Linked DNA regions of Mus musculus: regions 2, 3, 4, 5, 6 and 7 are each linked to region 1. A link is a contact called in public ChIA-PET and promoter capture Hi-C data. All regions are on one chromosome and are shown on one strand. The core of a region is the stretch at or near the end of the contact, and the rest is flanking DNA. Distances in the headings are between cores, read along the strand shown.

Evidence for each region. Promoter capture Hi-C pulls out the DNA fragments that hold promoters and counts their contacts. ChIA-PET counts read pairs in DNA pulled down with a chosen protein or histone mark.
Region 2: a contact with region 1 is called in a promoter capture Hi-C map of pre-B cells, with 4 times the contacts expected there. The contact joins the promoter of Med16 here to the promoter of Mknk2 in region 1. A contact is called at or near these places in 2 of 39 promoter capture datasets (the C10 cell line and pre-B cells), 1 of 484 Hi-C or Micro-C datasets (CD8 T cells) and 3 of 115 datasets of contacts at active chromatin or transcription factors (kidney, memory CD8 T cells and pancreatic cancer cells).
Region 3: a promoter capture Hi-C map of pre-B cells shows a contact between it and region 1, with 4 times the contacts expected there. The contact joins the promoter of Arid3a here to the promoter of Mknk2 in region 1. A contact is called at or near these places in 4 of 39 promoter capture datasets (the C10 cell line, liver, pre-B cells and 1 more), 2 of 115 datasets of contacts at active chromatin or transcription factors (memory CD8 T cells and pancreatic cancer cells) and 1 of 9 other capture datasets (liver).
Region 4: a contact with region 1 is called in a promoter capture Hi-C map of erythroid cells, with 7 times the contacts expected there. The contact joins the promoter of Wdr18 here to the promoter of Mknk2 in region 1. A contact is called at or near these places in 1 of 39 promoter capture datasets (erythroid cells), 2 of 115 datasets of contacts at active chromatin or transcription factors (microglia and pancreatic cancer cells) and 2 of 9 other capture datasets (adipose tissue and liver).
Region 5: a promoter capture Hi-C map of erythroid cells shows a contact between it and region 1, with 4 times the contacts expected there. The contact joins the promoter of Dohh here to the promoter of Mknk2 in region 1. A contact is called at or near these places in 5 of 39 promoter capture datasets (cranial neural crest, embryonic stem cells, erythroid cells and 2 more), 1 of 484 Hi-C or Micro-C datasets (CD8 T cells), 4 of 115 datasets of contacts at active chromatin or transcription factors (embryonic stem cells, memory CD8 T cells, microglia and 1 more) and 2 of 9 other capture datasets (adipose tissue and liver).
Region 6: a contact with region 1 is called in an RNA polymerase II ChIA-PET map of memory CD8 T cells, with 171 read pairs. The contact joins the promoter of Tmem259 here to the promoter of Mknk2 in region 1. A contact is called at or near these places in 4 of 39 promoter capture datasets (the C10 cell line, liver and pre-B cells), 2 of 484 Hi-C or Micro-C datasets (CD4 T cells and uterus), 4 of 115 datasets of contacts at active chromatin or transcription factors (effector CD8 T cells, memory CD8 T cells, microglia and 1 more) and 1 of 9 other capture datasets (liver).
Region 7: a contact with region 1 is called in a promoter capture Hi-C map of erythroid cells, with 4 times the contacts expected there. The contact joins the promoter of Mfsd12 here to the promoter of Mknk2 in region 1. A contact is called at or near these places in 6 of 39 promoter capture datasets (the C10 cell line, the SN4741 cell line, cranial neural crest and 3 more) and 2 of 115 datasets of contacts at active chromatin or transcription factors (bone marrow-derived macrophages and pancreatic cancer cells).

The regions. Positions count from the first base shown.
Region 1 is chr10:80,674,775-80,677,813 of GRCm38.p6, forward strand. It overlaps Mknk2 (MAP kinase-interacting serine/threonine kinase 2), which reads right to left and starts at 1,519. Exons shown (of 14, transcript NM_021462.4): 1 at 1,307-1,519; 2 at 1,050-1,166. The coding sequence starts at 1,100.
Region 2 is chr10:79,907,353-79,910,391 of GRCm38.p6, forward strand. Med16 (mediator complex subunit 16) reads right to left here and starts at 1,586. Exons shown (of 15, transcript NM_198107.2): 1 at 1,466-1,586; 2 at 139-304. The coding sequence starts at 1,543. It overlaps R3hdm4 (R3H domain containing 4), which reads right to left. Exons shown (of 8, transcript NM_177994.5): 8 at 2,700-3,039. Gm24019 (a small nuclear RNA gene) reads left to right here and starts at 1,843; the gene lies at 1,843-1,949.
Region 3 is chr10:79,925,844-79,928,882 of GRCm38.p6, forward strand. Arid3a (AT rich interactive domain 3A (BRIGHT-like)) reads left to right here and starts at 1,498. Exons shown (of 9, transcript NM_001288625.1): 1 at 1,498-1,557. It overlaps Gm40715 (a long non-coding RNA gene), which reads right to left and starts at 1,148. Exons shown (of 2, transcript XR_001779822.2): 1 at 619-1,148.
Region 4 is chr10:79,958,579-79,961,617 of GRCm38.p6, forward strand. It overlaps Wdr18 (WD repeat domain 18), which reads left to right and starts at 1,574. Exons shown (of 10, transcript NM_175450.4): 1 at 1,574-1,794; 2 at 2,424-2,534. The coding sequence starts at 1,585.
Region 5 is chr10:81,382,978-81,386,016 of GRCm38.p6, forward strand. It overlaps Dohh (deoxyhypusine hydroxylase/monooxygenase), which reads left to right and starts at 1,457. Exons shown (of 5, transcript NM_133964.3): 1 at 1,457-1,601; 2 at 2,742-3,039. The coding sequence starts at 2,797. It overlaps Gm48551 (predicted gene, 48551), which reads left to right and starts at 1,457. Exons shown (of 6, transcript NR_168929.1): 1 at 1,457-1,601; 2 at 2,742-3,039.
Region 6 is chr10:79,982,764-79,985,802 of GRCm38.p6, forward strand. Tmem259 (transmembrane protein 259) reads right to left here and starts at 1,497. Exons shown (of 11, transcript NM_001003949.4): 1 at 1,147-1,497. The coding sequence starts at 1,368. It overlaps Gm26243 (a small nuclear RNA gene), which reads left to right and starts at 2,743; the gene lies at 2,743-2,849.
Region 7 is chr10:81,355,992-81,359,030 of GRCm38.p6, forward strand. It overlaps Mfsd12 (major facilitator superfamily domain containing 12), which reads left to right and starts at 1,500. Exons shown (of 10, transcript NM_028657.4): 1 at 1,500-1,895. The coding sequence starts at 1,607.

The DNA.
Region 1 (3,039 bases), core at 269-2,768:
AGACTCAATCAGCCACCATTAATAACACTACAGAAACTTCCTGTTCTGATAAGAAATAACACTTTGGGCCTGGGGTGTCTTGAGGGAAGGTCTCCACAGGCCACCACCAAGTGTGGAGGTTGCAGTGGGGCAAAGCATACCCATGTGCCAAAGGGTTTCCCCAACAAGGCTTCATCCCCTCTGATCCCAACCAACCGCACAGGCCAGCTTGAGACTACAGTGGACAGATACAGGGTTTCCCTGGAACTATATACACAGAAGTAGGGGAGACGGGGCTGAGAGACTGCAAGGAACATCCAGCCACTGACCACAAGCCAACCTAGGGGAGCTCACAAAAGAGAGAGCTAGGACCTGCTGACGTGCTTTCATCCAGAACAAGGCCAACCTGGGGGACACAGAAAGTGTGGGATCACATACAGAAAGTGGGTGGGGAGCACAAGACTGAGATCAGGCTGATGGCGAGGGACATAGAGCCACCAATCAGTGGTGGGAGTGGGTCCTGAAAGAAAGAGCTACTAGGCAGCCGGGGACAGGTTGTAGCCTGCAACAAGCACACACTGCAGGAAACAAATGTAAAGTCCATCAGAGACCACATACAGAGGTAGGAAAGCCCGGGCTGAGAAACTGCTAGGGACACAGCCACAGATCACAGGGGAGCCTGGGGCAGTTCATGAAGAGTTAGTAGGCAGCTAGAAGCAAGGCTGCAGCTTACTGACTCTCCCAACCAGCACAAGACAGGCCTGGAAGTTGCAAGGAACAGAAACACTCGATTTGCCTAGGATCACACACAGAAACAGACGACTGTGATCGGGCTAACTGCAAGGGACACAGAGCCACCAATCACAAGCCTGGGGGTGGGGGTTGAGGGTCCTAGAAGAGAGAGCTACTAGGAGGATGGGGACAGGGCTGCGGCCTGCTGACCCCCACCACCTCCAGCACAAAAGTCCAATGCAAGCACCCCTCCCAAGCCCTGCACCAGCCTCCCGAGTAGGCTCTGCTTATCCGTCGCACCCGTCACTGCAATGGGACCCCCGGACAGGACCCCTCACCTTGAACGAACGGTGGAAGCCCTGAAGTTCGGCTGTTCTCTTCTGCACCATCTTCAGTCCGGGCCCCACCAGCGGGGGAGGGGACGCGGGGCCCGGGGGGCGGCTTGGGAGGCGACCCTGCGGGCGGAGGAGACAAAGGACCGAGGCTGAGAGAGGCGCTCGGCCGGGCGGAGGCGGCCGGGGCTCGGCGGAGCTCCCGCGCCTGACTCGGGCTTCCTTCCTCCCTCGGAGAATGTCGCCCTTGGCGCCGCGCTCACCGGGGTCGGACACCGGCCGGGGTCGCAGCGCCGTCACCTCACCTAGCACAGCCCGGACCCCGCTCCGAGGACTGCGCGGGGAACAGCGCCGCCACAGCCACCGCTGCTGCTGCCGCCGCCGCCGCCGCCGCCGTCGCCGCCGCCGCCGCCGCCACCGCCGCCACCACCGCCACCACGGACCCCTCCACTGGGCCGCTGCCGCCGAGAGGAGCCGCGCGCGCGGCCGGCGCGGCCACCTTTATAGGCGCGGTCCCGAAGTTACCCCGCCCCTCCGCACCAGTCTCCGCCTTTCTCAGGGAACAGAGGAGGCGGAGCTTCCAGGAGCGTCGAAGGCCGCAGCGAGAAGAGCACGCCGGGGAATGCAGAATACGGCTGCGCGCTCCCGTTTAAGGGGCGGAGCTTAGCGGGGAGCGGAGTGGAGCTGCGCAGCGACCGTGTTGGCGACTCCAAACACGGCTGCGCACTTCGAGCTGGCAGGGGGAAGGGGAGATTCCGAGGGAAGTGGGGCGCGAAGCTTCAAGCGCGCCTGCGCACTCCCACGGTGGGGGCGGAGCGTGAAAAGATACTCGACTGCAGCCGCGTGACCTGGCTGGGGGGTGGGAGAGGACTGTGTGGAGAGGCTGGTGACCAGCCTCCGGAGTCGCCTGCGCCTGCGCAGAAGGGTACTGAAGGCTTCAGTTTGGGCCGTGAGGCCGCCTTCTCCTGTGTCACAGTTGGCCCGCTGGCTTGCGCGCTGCAGGTTCTGCTCCCTGTCCTTGAGCCGGGTGCCGCGTTCAGCTGCCGAAGGAGGGCAAGCCAGCCCTAATTTTACTGAATACTGATGCCCTTGTCCTGTGCTCCAGCTCTGCAATCCGTGATGAACCCTTCTTGAACCTCTTGGGTCCTTTGCAGCCCTCGGTGGGGATAGCTGGGACAAGAAGGGGCTAGGATCCCCGATTCAGGTTCGGATACAGTCAGACCGCGTTGTGCCTGCTGCCTCGGCTGCTTCCGTGCACAAAGAGGTTGTTTTCCCTCTTCAGGGTAGTTTGTCTACAAGTTTTTACCACCACCCTCTACTGAGGCTGGAGCCTCATGAACCTCAAGCAGCTCTTTGTGTGTTTGTGTGCACTCACACAGGTCCTCGTCCGTGTGAGTGTGTGTGCCTTATGCATACAGGTGCCTGGAAAGTCAGAAGAGAGGTGAAATTACACGATGCCTGATGTGGGTGCTGGGCTGTACCCTGGGTTCTCTGTAAGAGTAACAGTTTGGCTTAACTTATGAGTCATCTGTCTGACTCCCGAGCCTCATTGTCGTCATTAGTGATTGCATTGGCAGAAATGTTTGTCTCTAATTCAGATTGTCATGCCTGTACAAGGTTCATTACCTGGACAGATTTGGGCAGGGGATAGAACTTCAGCTCAAGGCAGTCAGGGATCAATTCCTGGCAGACTCAAACAAGGGTCTCTACTCAGCTGTTAAAGGAGTTTGCCACCAATTATAGCCTGAGCCCATTCCTGGGACACATGTAAGAGAAATAGCTTCTACCTGTGGCTAGCTGTAGCATGTGTGTGTGTGTCCACGGGGGCCAGCATGTCTCTGTAGTTTGGGGCTACCTAGCCAGATCCTATCTCAGGCTAACAATTCAAATAAAACATGACACCCACATTCAAGCGTGGCCCACCTGGGTCAGCCGTTCACACTGATGGCAGCAAATAGCTCTAATCTATTTTGTTTCCTGCAACTTAGTTCAAATG
Region 2 (3,039 bases), core at 336-2,835, 770 kb before region 1:
CTCTAACTGGCATCAGAGTGTCTGGCTCTGCCACCACGAGCCTTCCAGATCTGAGGCACAGTGGAGCCACACCTGGCAAGCCCACCCACATGGTCTTGATCCCCAGGTCCTAGCCAGGTAAGGAGAGCCAGCACTCACCCTGGTCATCATTGCGTAGGTCTGTGGTGAAGGCAATGAGGTTCCTGCAGGACCAGGCACAAGCCAGGGGCAGCGACGGGCAGTACGTGCTCTTGGCCCACTTCTCCCATTCGCACACATAGGCCAGGTCCATCATACCCACCGCACCCAGCACGGTCCCTGGCTCCTGGGGAAAAGGGAGGCAGTGCTCTATAGCAGCTCCCAGCTAAAGGGTGTCTAGAATGTTCTCCAGCGAGAGCCCTGCTATAAAATCCATGATGCCCCGCCTGGGGTCACTCCTCCCTAGGCAACCCAGATCAGCCTGAGCTCAGCCTACAAACGCTAAGCACCCTCCACACACACAACCGGGCCCACCCCTACCACTTCAGTCTGGGCCTCAGTCTACACTCTAGTTCAGTCTCCAAGCCTTGCCTGGGACCTAGTAGCTTAGACCCCGCAGCAGCCCATGCCACACAATACTCTCAACAAGTTAACATCCAAGGCTCAAATTCTGAGCCTTTTTTTGTTTTTTTTTTTTTGAGACAGGGTTTCTCTGTGTAGCCCTGGCTCTCCTGGAACTCACTCTGTAGACCAGGCTGGCCTCGAACTCTGAAATCCGCCTGCCTCTGCCTCCCAAGTGCTGGGATTAAAGGCGTGCGCCTGGCAAAAAGCCTGAGTCTTTTTTTTTTTCTTTTTGGTTTTTCGAGACAGGGTTTCTCTGTATAGCTCTGGCTGTCCTGGAACTCACGTTGTAGACCAGGCTGGCCTCGAACTCAGAAATCCGCAGCCTCTGCCTCCCAAATGCTGGGATTAAAGGCGTGAACCACCACACCCGGCTAAATCCTGAGTCTTAACACACACACCTCCACCACCTCCCGCCCAAGCTCGTTAAGCTCCACCCACATTGTCTAATCACCCTAGGCTCCGCCTCCAAACCAAACTGGTAAATTCAGCCTCAGTTTCTGCTCAGCTTGTGACTACTAGGTCACCTCTCTGCATCGATCTCAGATCTTTAGCACCCCCAACCCCGGCCCACCTTAGACTCCGCTCCCTAGGCCACATCCCTCTCTATCAGTCTTATTTCTTCAGACTCTGCCCCTCCATCCAACTTCTGAACTCAGGCCACGCCCCTCCCAGGGAGGCTCAGCCCCTCGGACCACGCCCCCTCCTCAACCCCGTCGCCTTAGGCTCCCCCTATTCACATCCCTCCCACAACGGCCTCTACCCAGCAAGCTTTGTTCCCAGGCCCGCCCTCTGACCCCGCAAGCCCCGCCCCTCGGCCTTCCGCTCGCGGTTTTAGCCTGAAACGCACCAGCCACGAGTCCCGTACCCCGCACGCCGTACTAACCTGTCCGCCCCGGGCGCCCAGTCGGCCCGGCGGCCGCGGTCCACACTCGCCCCAACGCCCGGGATCCGACGCCGCCATCTCTAGGCCCGCGCCGGCCCCCTCGCACAGACTTGTGGGAGAAGCTCGGCTACTCCCCTGCCCCGGTTAATTTGCATATAATATTTCCTAGTAACTATAGAGGCTTAATGTGCGATAAAAGACAGATAATCTGTTCTTTTTAATACTAGCTACATTTTACATGATAGGCTTGGATTTCTATAAGAGATACAAATACTAAATTATTATTTTAAAAAACAGCACAAAAGGAAACTCACCCTAACTGTAAAGTAATTGTGTGTTTTGAGACTATAAATATCCCTTGGAGAAAAGCCTTGTTTGTGCTCGCTTCGGCAGCACATATACTAAAATTGGAACGATACAGAGAAGATTAGCATGGCCCCTGCGCAAGGATGACACGCAAATTCGTGAAGCGTTCCATATTTTGTTCCTCAGAGGAACTGACAAGCACCCTAACATCCTATTGGAGGCTCACTCACGTTTTTTCTATTTTGTTTCTTGACAGCAGAGCTCGTTGCTCACTGTATAGCTCAGGTTGGCCTGACACTGATGAGGTTCTCCAGTGACTGCCTCTACCTACCTACTGGGATGACAGAGGTGTACCACCAAGCCACGGGCTCCTGTGTGAGTGTGTGTGTGTGTGTATAAGTGTGCCTTCCACAGTGCACGTAAGAGGACAAGGAGTTGGTTCTTGCTCTCAGATCATCAAGCTTGGCGGCAAGCACCTTAACGTGCTTAACCATTTTGCTGGCCCTCAAGTGACTGTTGTTTGAGGCAGGGTCTCACTGTATGGCCCTGGCTATGTAGACTAGCTGGCCTTGAACTCACAGAGATCCATCAGCCTCTGGCTCCTGAGTGCTAGGATTCAGAGGTGTCCAACAATGAGACCTGTCTACCACATGGCCCAGGCTGGCCTCAAAATCACTTGTCACTGGTCACCATGTGGTTTAAATGGTGCTGGGGATGGAACCCAGGGCTTTGAGCATGCTAACCAATTGCTTTCCCCATCGAACCCCAACCTGGCACCTCATCTTTAAGCATTTTACATGTTGTAAAATGAACTAATGTTATAGAGACTTTGAGGTTCCCCCGTGTCCAGCTTGCTAGCTCGTGCCCTCAGTGATCTCCCAGTCTCACCCACCCCCACCAAACCTAAAGACAAACACGGGGACAGGACTCGAGCACCAAGGCTTTATTAAAATCGTCCCTTTCCCCCAAGCTCAAAGAATCACACAGAAGGGGAAGGGAAGGAGGGCCAGGCCTGCTGAACATATAAGACCTCTGCAGTGACCACAGCTATGCTGAGCAGCAGAGGGGACAGGGGAGGGGACAGGGAACACAAGGTCAGAGGCTTCTGGCTGGAAGTCCTGGACCCCTGGCATAAGGAGAGGGGAGAAGGAGGAGGAGAGGACAGTCTGAAAGGCAGGCAGGGCCTAGGGAGCTGGGGACAAGATACACACATCACCAAAAAAAAAAAAAAAAAAAAGCATAAAATGAGCCCTTGAGACAATGCTTGT
Region 3 (3,039 bases), core at 248-2,747, 750 kb before region 1:
GGACCTCTATGCGTGAGCTGCTGAAGCCCTTCTGGTCTCGGTCTCTTTCTCTCTCTCTCTCTCTCTCTCTCTCTCTCTCTCTCTCTCACACACACACAGACACGAGAGAGAGAGAGAGAGAGAGAGAGAGAGAATGGGAATGTATGTTGCTTTCATTATCTTGGCAGAATGTTTTGGGGGGTTGCCCAAGTTTACAGGGGACACACAAGATGATTAGAGGGAGAAAGATCTGCTAGTAGCCCGTTTGATGCTGGAGAAGAATGCTGGTGTGCAGGCCCAGCTCCACCCCGGGGCCACACCCCAACACATCAAGGTGTCTAAAGTTTGAAGGCGCAGTTCGCTGCCACCTGCAACTTTCTTAGCCTTGCAGGCTAAGGTTCCAAGCAACTGCTGCAGTCTCAGATTCTAGGGAGGATTCCGGGAACTTGGATTGGCCGGAGCCACCCCATCTCTCCAGACACTCACACAAGTGGCTTTCAAGGGGCAGACTGCTCAAGATCCCCACAACAGTCTAACAAGGGACCTGAGCACCACCTATGGGGAACTAGTCGAGGTCGGGGGTTGCCCTGAGCACTGGCGTTACCCACTAGAATCGTCTCAACTTCTAGCTGAGCTCACATCATGCCTCGGTTTCCCAGCCTGCAAAATGGGACCTCAGAATCCAGTACTCTCCCGAGACGAACTGGGTAGACCGAGGCAGGGGCTTCACTGAGTTGGTTAAAGGATGGCCCTCCTTTCCCTCGCTCCTAGGTACGGTCGTCACGGTTCCTCGCATTTCCTCGAACGCGCGCGCAGCCCAACCCGGTGCTTTTGCGCACGCAGCGCCCTCACACCCCAGCGTCCCAGCCCCCGCAGATCTAGCCTAGCCGGGGGTTTTTAAGCCCATTTCAGAGACGTGGAGCCTCAGGCCCGGAAGGTTAGGGTAGCATAGTGGGCGGAGGTTCCAGCTCCAAGCTTGGCTTATCCATCTTGCGTTCCGGGTGAAACCAGGAAACGGCCGGGGGCCCAGGTGACTTTCCGCTCAGAGGTGGGGCGAGGAACCCTTTTTAACTCTTCGGGATTCCCGCGATGGGGCTCTCGCAGCCCCGCCCTCCCGCTCGCGGCCTCTGCGCCGTGGGCTGCGGCGTGCACTTTGCGCACGGTCCCTAAGATGGGGGCGGAGCGTCCCTCAGTCCGGTTCCCCCTTCCTTTTATTATTTATTATCATTTAAAGGGGCCGCGACCTGAAGTTTTCCGTCCACTCTGTGGCGGCTCTCCGGCTCCCCTCCACCTCCTCCCACCGTGGACGTCCTCAGATTGAGTTGGAGAAGGGGGACCCCGGTGTGGTGTCCTGGGAAAGCTTGGAAAGGGGGACCCTGGAGAGACACCCACCACCTCCTCCTGCGTCCCCGGGGCTGCTGAATCACCGGCGAGGTATTTGCATCTGAGAGCAATTTGTCACACGGCGATTCGTCTGCTGGGTGGGGGAGGGGCGGGGCGGGGGGCCCGGTCGCGCGCGGAGACCTCGTCCCTATCCGATCCAGACGGATGGAGATGTAGACGCGGCCTGGAGACTCGGTGAGGCGGGTGACCCCGAAGCCAGGAGCGTGCACTGGGCACCAGGGGGAGGCCAAGGGGGAGAGAGGCCACCGGAGGCCACCAGCAGGCTGGACTCTGGGCTGGGCTCCGGGCACCGGGGCATGCGCCCCCCGGGCCACCCCGGGCGGTAAGGCCTTTTGCAGCGCGGCTCTAGCGATCTCTCCTAAAGGTGGCAGCGTAGGGCACCCTGGAAACCGACAATTGCGGGGTCTCCAAAGTTAGGCAAAGACGCGCGCGTAGAGGGGTGCAGGGCTGAGTATGCGACTTGACGGATCAGAGTTGGGGTGGCTGTTGCGGTTGTAGATCTTGGAGACCTTCATCCGGTACACGAGTGCGCGGGGGTCGCGAGTGCGCGCTGTCCCCTGGCGGAAGGAAACGGACCCGGGGTGTGTGTGTCTGTGTATGTGCGCGCGCGCAGAGGACTGGGGGCTGCGCTCTGGGAACATGGTTTTGCTTTTTCTTATTAATTAAAAAAGATGTTTGGAGATAGGATCTTACTGTGTAGTACGGGCTGACTTAGAACTCGAGTTAAAGCTCAGACTAGCCTGAAACTCGAGGCCATCCCCCTGCCGCAGCTTTCCTTCCCAAGTGCTTGGGAAAATCCCAGGCCGGGCGCGCCACCACGCCCCGGTACCTACAGTTCTTTTTCTCTTCCAAACCTGTGTCCAGCGGGGTCCGCCCATCTCCCCCCCCCCATTTCGTTCCCTAGCTCCAGTGTACTACTGGGACTGGGGTCTCCACTTGCCCCGCGGGGTGCGCCCATCCAGATCCCTCCGGTAGGGTCCCCTGCCCCCCCCCCCCCGACACAAAAGAGGGAGCAGGAAGCGCGGAGTGCGCGCGTGTGTGTCAACTCGCAGCGGGTTTGTCAAATATCTTCCGTTTTTTACGACTTGGGCAGCAGGGTCACCCCCCCTCCCCAGCTCGCTCTTTCCAAGAAGCCTTTGAAATACCGACTCCACTGGGGGGGTTGTTTGTTTGTTTTTTTGTTGTTGTTTTACATTTGTCCTCTGACTGGGGTGTGTTTTTGCACACGTCTCCTGGGGGGGCACAGTGCCTTCTTTCCCAGCCCCCTCCCCAGCTCCTGCCCTTCCCCCTCCACCTCCCTTGGAGGAGAGAGGGGCCCCTTTCGCCACCCTCGGGCCCTGGCCTTGCACAACTCCAAATAACCGTGTTTTGCAAGGCCTGGCCGAGCTAGTGACCTCTCTCTCTCTCTCTCTCTCTCTCTCTCTCTCTCTCTCTCTCTCTCTCTCTCTCTCTCTTCCCTCTCTCCCTCTCCCCCTCCCTCTCTCCCTCCCTCCCTCCCTCCTTCCCTCCCTCTCTCTCTCTCTCTCTCTCTCTCTCTCTCTCTCTCTCTCTCTCTCTCTCTCTCTCTCTGACCTGAGGCTTGGAGGTGGTGGGGGGACTAGGGTGTGGCTCTGGGTCTCTTCCCCACTGCAGCCAGATCCCCCTTCCACAAACACC
Region 4 (3,039 bases), core at 324-2,823, 720 kb before region 1:
AGGGAGGGAGGGAGGGAGGGAGGGAGGGAGGGAGGGAGGGGACACTTGGTTTTAGACCTGGCCTATGACCAGCAGCTGTGACCCGAGGCTAAAGGTTGCTTGGCTAGAGATTGACCTTTTGGGTCTACACGGAGTGAACCGAATACAAATTTGAAATTTATGGCTCAAAAGAGGAAAGGGCAAAGAAGCGGCAAATCCATAAAGGGCGTGGGTCGATTGGTAAGAGTTTAATCACCAATTCACCTCAGCCAGACATATTATCCTTGATGAGTATGTAGCCTGATTTTACATGCAGTAAGTCACTAACTTCATTTGGTCTAAATAAAGTATAAAGATCAGTGGTTTATATTTTTGCTATAAAACAAGGTTTAAAAAGTAAACCGGGGGCTGGTGAGATGGCTCAGTGGGTAAGAGCACCCGACGGCTCTTCCAAAGGTCTGGAGTTCAAATCCCAGCAACCATATAGTGGCTCACAACCATCTGTAACAAAATCTGACTCCCTCTTCTGGAGTGTCTGAAAACAGCTACAGTGTACTTACATATAATAAATAAATAAATCTTTAAAAAAAAAAAAGTAAACCGGTTTCAGAGGGAAAGCCAGGAAAGGGGACAATATTTGAAATGTAAATAAAGTAAATATCTGAAGAAGAAGAAGAAGAAGAAGGAGGAGGAGGAGGAGGAGGAGGAGGAGGAGGAGGAGGAGGAGGAGGAGAAGAAGAAGAAGAAGAAAAGAAGAAGAAGAAGAAGAAGAAGAAGAAGAAGAAGAAGAAGAAGAAGAAGAAGAAAGAAGAAGAAAAGAAGAAGAAGAAGAAGAAGAAAAGAAGAAGAAGAAAAGAAAGTAAATAAACCGGTCACCGGTGGTGGAGGCTCAAGGCCACCCAGCACATAAAGAGACACTGTCTCGAAAAGAAAGAAGGAAAGAAAGAAAAAAAGAAGGAAAGAAAGAAAAAGAAAACAAAAGAAAGAAAAAAAAAAGACAAACCCAGCAAACAGGTAGCAAAAATACCTTCCACTACACAGAGGTAATACAGTGCTGACCGGCCAGGGACTCCCCAGTCTTCTACGCATGTGCAGGAATCCAGTTTTGTTTTGTTTTGTTTTGTTTTGTTTTGTTTTGTTTTGTTTTGTTTTGTTTTGTTTTGTTTTGTTTTGTTTTGTTTTGTTTTGTTTTGTTTTGTTTTGTTTTGTTTTGTTTTGTTTTGTTTTGCCCCGCCCCGCCCCGCCCCGCCCCGCCCCGCCCCCGAAGAAGCTCCTGGTGTTCTTTAACCTGCTTGGCTGGGTCTAGCATTACGCCTTTCGCGCACTGGCTTGTACGCATGTGCAGGTCGTCTGGCTACGCCCTCTCACCTGCTGCTAGCTCCGCCCCAGAGCCGCGAACTTTTTACGCATGCGCACGTTAGGGCTCCTGGAACCCGTAAAGCACCAGGCAATCAACAGCCTCCTCGGCTTGGTGAAGCTACCGCGCATGCGTAGACTTTCCAGTTTGGCCTCTAGGAGGCGCTATGGCCGTTCTAGTCGGCCAGGAGCCATCTTAACAGTCTCTCTAAGGATGATGGGATTCAGGGGCGGGACTGGCAGAGCAAGATGGCGGCGCCCATGGAAGTGGTGGTGTGTACTGACGCCGCGGCACAGCTCTGGAGCTGCGTGGTGTGGGAGCTTCATTCGGGCGCCAACCTGCTCACCTACCGAGGCGGCCAAGCGGGGCCGCGAGGCCTGGCGCTACTCAATGGCGAGTACCTGCTGGCGGCGCAGCAGGGCAAGAACTACATCTGCGCCTGGGAGCTGCAGCGTAAGGTGTGGGGCCTCAGCGTCCGCGGGGCAGCCGAGAGTCCTGGGGCGCCGCCAGGGTTGGGGTCCCGGCGACCCTGGGGTGGCTGCGTGACAGGGCGTACTCGGAGGCCGAGGGGTTTTCTCCTAGGGAGATGGCGCCAACGCACGCGTGCTCAGATGAAGATCGATGGCGAATCCGCTTTTGCACGCTTGTAGTGTTAGGGACGCCAATTTTGATGCAGAAGGGAAAATGGGGTCCGTTAGAGGTCATGCTTTTGGACAGCATGGCAGATCAGAGATCTTGAGGAGCCGCAGGAAGACAGAGACCGACGGCCCGTCCTTTTGTTACCCTCGTAAAGAGTCGCAGATCTTCATAGTCAGGACTGACTGAGGCCTGGGGTTACTGGTTCTGATGTTTCTGGAACACAGAGCTTCCTTCTTGTCCGCTGGGATCCCTACTGCTGAGCCCTGACCCTGCCCTTCACTGGGAGGTTCTAGGCAGTGGTTCTAACCCTGAGCCGCACCGACAACCCCTCACTTGAGCAGTCTGTCTCCCCAACCCCCTTACTCTTGCTCTCTGTACTAAAAACTTTAACCTTCCATTGCCTCCGTTCTGATACTCACATAGTTTGTCTTGTATCCTGTGTCCCTAGGATCAGCTCCAACAGAAAATCATGTGTCCTGGGCCTGTCACCTGTCTGACCACAGCACCTAATGGCTTGTATGTCCTGGCAGGAATTGCAGAGAGCATCTACCTGTGGGAGGTGAGAACAGCTTGTCACACGTATGTGTCACTTGGGAATGCTAGAGAGTAAAACTGGTTGGTGTCCAGTTTTACCTGAGGTAGGCAGGTGGTCTTGGAGATCTTACCCATGACTTCTGAAAACAAAAATGTGGCCATGTCTATAGGGTCCTCATTTGTGACTGAGATACAGGACAGTGTTCAACCTGCTGGTGGCTCTAGTGCTGTCGTGAGCAACCAGGAAAGAAACTTAGAAAAGGGCAGTGACCAGAATTAGTACAGAGGAGGAGGAGGCAGGAACCAGAAGCAGTGCAGAGGAGGAGGAAAGCATTTATTTACACTTGTGGTTTATATGAGGGAAGTCAGCGCAGGAAGCAGAAAGTCAGTTAACATCCATAGTCAGCAGCAAAGAGAAATGCTCCCGTGATTGACTACACTTGTTGCTCTTGCAGAGGACCTGGGTTCAATTCCCAGCACCCACAGAATGGCTCACAGCCATCCATAACTTCAGTTCTAGAGAACTTGAC
Region 5 (3,039 bases), core at 207-2,706, 710 kb after region 1:
CGTATGTACTGACATTTGCATTTTCCACATTTATATCCATGCATCATACAAGCCCATATAATAACAGGCTTCCTGGTAGCATTCTGAAAAATAGTGTATTTTTGTCTTAATTTTATTTTTACTTTAAAAATTGTTATTACCATAAATTAAATTTACATAATTATGTAATAACGGACTTCATGGAGGCTGGAGACATGCTTGGTGGTTGAGTGTACTGACTGCTCTTCCGGAGGACCCAGGTTCAGTTCTCAGCACCCACATGGTGACTCACAACTCTGACTCCAGTTCCAGAGGATCTGTCGCCCTAACATAGACACACATCCAGGCAAAACACCAATGTACATAAATCATTAAAAAAGTAATGAGGAAGCCAGGCGTGGTGGCACAGGCCTTTAATCCCAGCACTCGAGAGGCAGAGGCAGGCGGATTTCTGAGTTTGAGGCCAGCCTGGTCTACAAAGTGAGTTGCAGGACAGCCAGGGCTATACAGAGAAACCCTGTCTCAAAAAAAAAAAAAAAAAAAAAAGTAATGAGGAGGCTGGAGAGATCAGTGGTTAAGAGTACCGACTGCTCTTCCAGAGGTTCTGAGTTCAATTCCCAGCAACCACATGGTGACTCACAACCGGTGTACTTATATATTATAAGTACATCTTTAAAAATAAATAAATAAATCTTTAAACCAAAAAAGTAATGAACTTCATGACATTTACACACACACACATATATACATTTGTTTTGTTTTTTCGAGACAGGGTTTCTCTGTATAGTCCTGGCTGTCCTGGAGCTCACTTTGTAGACCAGGCTGGCCTTGAACTCAAAAATCCGCCTGCCTCTGCCTCCCGAGTGCTGGGATTAAAGGTGTGCGCCACCACGCCCGGCTTTTTTTTTTTTTTTCTCCCCGAGACAGGGTTTCTCTGTGTAGCCCTGGCTGTCCTGGAACTCACTCTGTAGACCAGGCTGGCCTCGAACTCAGAAATCCACCTGCCTCTGCCTCCTGAGTGCTGGGATTAAAGGCGTGCGCCACCAACGCCCGGCATATTTAAAAATTTAAACTTCGACTTTATGGTCATGTCACTGCCGTATATCCTGTTGATCCCCAGAATCGAACTCATTCTCAAATTGACTGCAAGTGCCCTCACTGCTGAGATTGCTCGTAACGCCTATTTTATCTCCCATTTCTTTTCCTCTGTTTTGGTCCCAGAGACCATTGGCCGCGCCCTGTAGAACATAGCCACGCCCACTATACACTGCGCATGCGCTATGCACGGCCGGCCCGGTTGTGCTGTGAATGGGATCAAACCATTTTCTTTTCTCTATGGGAGAGACGGTCGGAAACTCTTCTTCCGGAGGAAGACCGGAAGTTGCTTCTCCGGCTCTTAGGACAGTCCTGGGGCGTCGCTGCCGCATCGTTCCGGGTGTGGTCACCCCTAGTCGCGACGATGGTTCCGCCCAGCATGGTCACGTGGCCATCAAGATGGCGGCGTCCAGAGGACGTCGCGCGAGATGCGTCCGCGGACCTGTTCTTGGAGCTGTCGCAGCGACTCTCTCCATCTGTCCCGAGTATACGGAGCTTATTGACGAGTCCCTGTAGACGAAAACACGGTGAGCAGTGCCAGAAGTGCCCCCCCTTCGGGGGACTTCCGCTTTGAGGTACTCGCTGCTCCCGGGAGCGCTGGGATTTCCCTTGAGGGGGTCCTACGGGGAATTGGACCCTTTTCCTTCAGTATTTGACGTCACACAGGATATCATGTAGCCCAGGCTAGCCTCCAACCCACTGTGTGGCTACGAATGGCCTCCTCCTACCCCGTGCTTAGCTGACAGGTTGGCCGCCTATGCGGGGCTCACGTGCAGGCCGGCCCGCGCTTGACCTCTCAGCTTAAGTATTTGGAAACAGGATCTCCTGGGACCGGTTATCTTCCTGCTTCAGCCTCTGCCCAGCCTGGAGCCTTTTTGAATTAAGCGGGAGGCCCCATACCTCGAATGGGCACTCTTGGACCCACGAGATCCTTGGTCTCCCCTGTTGTTGCTCGGGGTAAATCGGGATGTGGGTCTCACTGCCACACAGCTGCTGCCAGCTCCCGTAGACCTGCTTCATGTGTGTTGATGAATTCCATTTTCAAGGTGTGACTGTAGGCTGATGGGCATCACTGGTGAGGCAGCCATACCTGCCTCATTAAACTCGGGGACGCTGGGTGACATCAGAGCCCAGAAGGCCTTCCAGCTTGCCACAGCCTGCTAGTCCAGTTTGTTATGTATGCATCTGCTGTATGTCTAATGGCTGACAGGGGCCGGTCCTCTTATACTGGACGATGTCTGTTTCCGTGTTAATTCATCCGTGAAAGAAAACACCTGTGTGGGAGTGTTGTCCTGCATCTATGGGGCCATGCAGAGGGTACAAGTTGTGCAAAGGCAGGAGCAGGGAGAAGTCCGGAGGGAGGAGGGGACGGATAAAGTGTATCCCACAGGGCTACATGAGAACCTCCAGTAAGGTGGTGTGGGAGGCAGGGGTGAGATCCATTTTGCAACTGACAGTTTCTAGATCCCTCATCTAAGCTATCCTGAAAAAGTCTGGCCAGGTGGTGGTGGCGCATGCCTTTAATCCCAGCACTTGGATGGATGTGGAGAAAGTTCTGTGGCCTGGAGCTCAGGGGTCCTCCTGCCTCAGCATCCCGGGGCTGGAATGGCAGATATGCAGGTGTGTGCCCTAGCTTGAGATTTCCCCTTCTCCTTTTTCTACCGTAGGTTTCTACTGCCTAGAATCCGGCCTTGCAGATCACGTGCTGGGGAGGCCGTTGCCATGGTAACGGAGCAAGAGATAGAGGCCATAGGGAAGACCTTGGTGGACCCCAAGCAGCCCCTGCAGGCCCGCTTCCGGGCCCTGTTTACACTTCGGGGGCTTGGTGGCCCTGATGCTATCTCGTGGATCAGCCGGGGCTTTGAGGACAGCTCTGCTCTTCTGAAGCACGAGCTGGCCTACTGCCTGGGCCAGATGAGGGACGCACGGGCCATCCCTGTGCTGGCGGATGTGCTGCAGGACACG
Region 6 (3,039 bases), core at 247-2,746, 690 kb before region 1:
GAAGGTTGGGTGGAAGCTGGGCAGGCAGGACGGGCAGGAAACACAGCAAATGGGCTCCCAGAAACGTCAGCAGCTCCAGAAACCAGCTGCTGTGTGGCTTGTTTATCCCAGTTAAGAAAGAGGATAAGGTCTACTGTCATCCAGCCGACCCTGTCTCTGACTAGACATTGGGCACCCACCCGGAGCCCTGAGGGTGTGGAGGGCAGGAAGGAAGATGGAGCATGGGCTCATCTGCAGCCAATGAACTGGGGCCTGAGGGGATGCCCACAGCTGTCTTGAGCTCAAGCTAGATCTACCTATGAAACCCCCGAACGCTCAGTTCTGAGAAGCACCAGGAGTGAGTCCCAAACTCACCAATGCCCTCCAATATCAGCATGCCAGCCACCAAGCCATGACCCCAACACCAGAAGGCCCAGGCAGCTCCTCAGAGAGAGCCTGGTGCCATCCCTCGAGTAGCCTTTGTGACCGAGAACCGGGATCTCCCGGGAGCACATGAAGAAGACACAGCCAGGGCAGGTGCTGGCTGTAGAGGTCCCTGGCCAATCTGGCTGTGACTCTGTGGCTGACCCTAGTGAGATGACCTCACCCAAAGCCACAGAAAACCTGGCAAGAGTCTGAAAACAGTGAAGTAACAGAAAATTTGAGCAGTGACACTGGGGGGTAGGGGGCTGTCCCCAGGGGGTTGGTTCAGGGTGTGCTGGAATGGGACTGACTAGTAGAGACTGGACTGAGAGAATCAGGGTAGAATAGAAATGACAGGCGGGACAGGGCCTCCAGCACAGGAGGTGGTCTACAGTGGAAAGTCAGGAATGGAATGGAAATGACCATATTGTTCTCAGTGGAGGTGCAGGACAGGATGGGAGTGACAGGTGGGAAGGTGGACCTCGAGTCCAAAATCCTACTCCAAGAGGACACTGGGCTCTGGTCTTGAGTGGAAAAATTTGGGGCCTAGGCTCCCAAGTGGCAGACTGAGGCCAAAGGGCAGGAGGCGGGGCCTGAGAGCTGAGGAAGTGAGGACCAGAGATAGCATCTGTAAGAGTGGTATCAGGGTATCCAGGCGTCAGGAGCCAAGTGGTAAAGTTGCCGGGGGTGGGCGAGCGGATGACAGCTGGGGTCAGGGGTCAGAGGTCAGGGGTCAGAGGTCACCTTGAGCAGAACGAAGAATTCAAAGAGGCGGCGGAAAGCAGGTGGGAAGAGGCGTGAGTAGGTGACGGCCATCTTGAAGAAGAGAGCGTGGAAGAGCCGGTCGCGCACGTTGATGAGCGGGTTGGGGTTGAGATTGGGGCCGCGAGGGCCGCGCACGGGCGCCGCGCCACCACCCCCGCCGCCGTTGGGCCCGGGCCCTGGGGCTGCCGCGTGCTCCGACATCACCGCCCCGCGTCACCCCGGCGGCCGCCGGCTGACCCCCGCCGCGTCCCGGCCGCCGGATCCCCCCCGCCGCCCCCGGCCGCCGCCGCCGCCTGCCCCTTTGCTCGCGTCCGTCCGGCCCGCGACGCCGGCGAGAGCGCCGGGCCAGAGCGCCGCCCGTGCGCGGGGCACGCTGGGATCGCCGCGGCCGCCCGAGGAGGCCGGGCTTCAGGGCCGAAAGGCGGGCACCACGAGTAGTGGGCGGAGCCTGACTTTACACATTTCATGCGGGTCGCCTCAGCGCTAAAGGGCAGAGTACCATGGAGTTCAGTTTATTTTCCTAGTGCTCCTTCAAGCTTTGTCCGGTCTCGTTTGCAGTGAGCTTGCAATTTGCAGGGGCTACACGGAGTGCATTAAAGAGCAGCCCCGTTTGTTTGCATATATTCACTCCCACATACTGTGGCACGGCCTGGGGTGGAGTCGTGTGTCACGATTCATTTGCATTGAGCTTTATCTTTATATATGTGAGTACACTGTCGCTGTCTTCAGTCTCACCAGAAGAGGGCATCAGATACACCAGAAAGGAGTTGTGAGCCACCATAACGGAGGCTGGAACTTCAACTCAAGATCTCTGGAAGAGGCGTCAGTGCTCTTAGCCATGTCTTTAGCCCAGAGCTCTATCTTAAGCATTGAGCGGCAGTGTCGGGTGTAATTCGTTTGGTTTGTGGAGGGATCCAGGTTAGCGGTGGGCGATCTGTGGGGCGTGGTCTCAGAAACAAGCTAAAACATTTGCATCCACCTGCGGGCGGGGCGACGTTGCCCGTCGTATTTGTATATGGTTTCCTATTGGCGGAGAATTAGAGGGGGCGGAGACGCACTTAGTAAGGCCTATTTACATAGGGCTTCACTCTGGCCACAGCCTCACTTAGGGGCGGGGTCTGCTGAGGACTCATTACCCACCCTGCCCTGGGAGGCAGGGCTTCCTAACTGCTCATTAGCATAATGTTTTCATTGGCGGCCGCAGCGCTGAAGGGCGAAATTCCATGGATAGTTTACTAGCAGACAGTTTCACCATCGCACCAGTATCACGGATTCCGCGCTGATCCGGCTACCACTGAGGGGCGGAGCCTCGTAGTGCCTGTCTAATTTGCATATGACTTCCCAGAAGGCTTCGCTGGCACAAGCTTCTCCCAGACAGCTATATTAATTAGTTAAATGTGAGCTTTCACGCGGATAGATAATTATTCTGAGCGGTGTTATGAGTGGTAGCCTTTCTTTTTGACATGTGAAAACGTTACTTTATCCAAACAAAAACAAAAAAAAATCATAATTACTGTATGTGAAAAGTAATTTGCTTCTCTGCCTTTAAATACCTGAGGCAAAAAACCGTCGCTTGTGCTCGCTTCGGCAGCACATATACTAAAATTGGAACGATACAGAGAAGATTAGCATGGCCCCTGCGCAAGGATGACACGCAAATTCGTGAAGCGTTCCATATTTTGTTTCATCTCAAAATAACGCAATTGACCCTTTGAAGTCTCCTTTTCTACTATAGCTGCCACATTCCCGTACAATTTGCCTGAACAAGGGCATTTATTGACCGGTTACTGCGCACTCGAAGGAAGCTGTCTGTTTTTAGGACGCAGCAGAGCTGTCTCTGTATGCACCGTGCCCTAACGTTGTGCGCCTTCT
Region 7 (3,039 bases), core at 250-2,749, 680 kb after region 1:
TGCCTCTGCTTCTGCCTCTCTGCCTCTCCTCTGCCTCTCTGCCTCTCTCTGCCTGCCTCTCTCTGCCTCTCTCCGCCTCTCTGCCTCTCTGCTTCTCTGCCTCTGCCTCTGCCTCTAGTATGCTGAAACTAAATAAAGGGCCACCACACCGGGCTCACACACATTGCTGGGAGCACAGACTGCTCATAGGCAAAGGAAAGACCAGTCCATTTGGGACTTAGGGGTTCAGATCCAGCCTGCGTGTCTCTGAATGCCCCGGAGGAAGATGTACAGTGATACAGACAGGTAACCCCACCATCAAGCGGCTATGACACAGGCCTGCCATTCAGTACTCAGGAGGTGGGGGCAGCAGAATCAGGAGTTCAAAGCCAGCCTCGTTTACAGAGCTGAGCTTGAGGTCAGTTGGGGGGAAAAAAGGAATAAAATGTCAGGAGGAGGGGATAGGAGGACACTTGTCTCATGTGTCTCATGATCTGGGCCTGGAATTGTGTGGGGGTGTTCGGCACCTGTGTCTCTGAGTCACCAGGCCAACAGAGGCCTGACTTCCCCTTTCTTTGAGTGTGTTCCACAAAACCACCCAGTAAGTAGGAGTGAAACACAGGCGTCTGCCACGTGGGGCTCCTGGCACTAGCAGCCCTCATTAAAGACTAGCCTGTATTTTGATGTTCTGCCCAGCTATTCTCTGTAATTAATAATTAATTAGCACTAATATGTCCTGTAAGTGCCTCACTATGTATGTCTGGAAGTTTATGGGATCACCCCGGTGTGTTCTCATTCTGGCCCCTTCTGCAGGGAGCACGCGCGGGAGTGAGCACCAGCCTCCAGCTGCAGGCTAGCTGGGGCCCAAGGCAGAGTGTGGGTGAGTGACAGACATCTGGGCGCCCTTCACTAAGCCAGGCCCGAAATCCCATCAATCCTCGAGGCTAAGGTTGGAGAATTGATAGTTCAAGGACGGCCTAGGTTGTAGAGGGACTTCAGGGCTAGCCTGGATAGCTAGTGGGACCCTGACTGAAAACAGAATATTAAAGGCGTGATTTGTGGATGCAACCCCGCACCCATGGAGTTCCAGAGGGAGGCAGAAGGATCAGAAGTCTAAGGTTATCCTCAGCTGCGTTCTGAGCTTGAGGGTGGCCTGGGCTACATGAGACCCTGTCTCAAAAGAAAAAGCTTTCAGGTTGTGAAAGGACAAATTCAGTGACTCCCAGCACTGTGGAGGTGGAGCCAGAACCATGGGGAGTTCGAAGTTGTCTTTTGCTAAGCAGAAATGTCAAAGCCTGCGCTACAAGATACCCTTTGTTACAAGAAGAAACAAAACTTTTTTCTTTAGTCAAACAAATTAAAACACGAAGAAAGTAAAATAGAAACGAACTGCTATGATAAAAGTCGGAGCCGCAGAGGGCGGCGTTAGGGCCGCGGGAGTGCGTCGGACAGAGGCCACGCCTCCTCTTGCTGATTGGGCGCCGGGCCGAGACGCGCGGCTCCGGTTGGCGAGCGTGGCCGTTGCTCCGAGGCTCCGCCCTGTTGAGGCGGCTCCCGGGAGCGGCGGCAGCGTAGCCGCGCGGGTAGCGCGGGGCGGCAGTGTGGGGCGGTGGGGTTTGCGGCCGCGATGTCGCCTCCGTCGGACGACGCAGGCCCGGGGCCGCCGCGGACGCTGTCCCTCGCCGCGCGGCTGAGCTTCGCGGTCGGCCACTTCCTCAACGACCTGTGCGCCGGCATGTGGTTCACCTACCTGCTACTATTCCTGCACTCCGTGCGCGGGTACAGCTCGCGGGGCGCGGGGCTGCTGCTGCTGCTGGGCCAAGTGGCCGACGGGCTCTGCACGCCGCTCGTGGGCTACGAGGCGGACCGCGCCTCCTGCGTGCGCTGTGGGCCCCGCAAGGCCTGGCACCTAGCGGGTGAGCCTTTCCCTGCCCTGACTGTCGTCCTGTGTCCGTCTTCCCCTCTAACCGTCGTCCTGTGTCCGTCTTCCCCTGTGGTTGTCATCCTGTGTCATTCCTCCCCTCTGAATGCCGCCCTGTGTCCGTCCTCTCCTGTGGTTGTCGCCCTGTGGAAGTCCTCCCCTCTGACTGTCATCCTGTGTCCCTCTTACCCTCTGCTCCCCAGTGTCTCATCTCCCCGTTTTTGTCACTCTTGTGTCTGTCTGTCCTCTCTCTCCCGCTATATCCTATCCTCTCCGCTGACTGCCATCCGTGGGCCAGTCCTGTTCCCTCTACCTTTTCAGGATTCTGTACCCTGTCTTTAGTCTTACAGCTCTGCCCCCCCCCCCCCAGTCCCCTTCCCTGACTATCATCCTGTGTCCTGTGTTCCTCCTGCTGCCCACCCACTTCATTCTGTTCGCCTGTGGCTCCTGTCTGGGGTGGCCCAGCATGTAGTCCCCAGCAGCTCTCTCATTTGGTGTAGACAGTTGGAGAGGTTGGCCCTGGGGTTGTAGCCCCTCCCTGGGGAATTCCTGGAAGGCTCCGTCCCTTTGCCTGGGGTAGGGGTTGCAGAACCAGCCCCGCCCCTAGATGACATTTTTTCAAGACAGCAGTGGCCCAGTGGCATCTGCCAGCCTAGGGGCTGGAATTTCTAGTTTCTCAGGATCCAGGAAGAATCCGGGCTTCAAGGCACAGCCTGCACACCTGTCACCATATTCAAAAGCTGAAGCAGGGGGATGACTGTTTCATTGAGTCTCCAAAAATGGAAAGAAATACTCAGAAGGGCTTATGTTTGCCAGGAGATACCAGGCCAGCCTGACTTTGCACAGGCCTGGGTCCCTTCACAGTGGGACAGACAGGAGATGTTCCCAGGCTGGCCTCCGAGTCAGATCCCTGGCCTTCTGGGTGCTGGGATTAACATCTTGCACCATTTTGAGTCTCATAGGAAACCCAGAACTAGACAGAACTCTCGGGTTAACTGAGGCCCAGAGAGACCAGTCCAAGCATCTGGAGATGACCAGCCTGACCCTGACTAGGCCAATGGTTAACTAGGCTTAGAAACAGTGGGTGTGGTTTGGTCATGAGATTGAATCCACAGTGCTTGGGCCCCCTGAAGATCTGC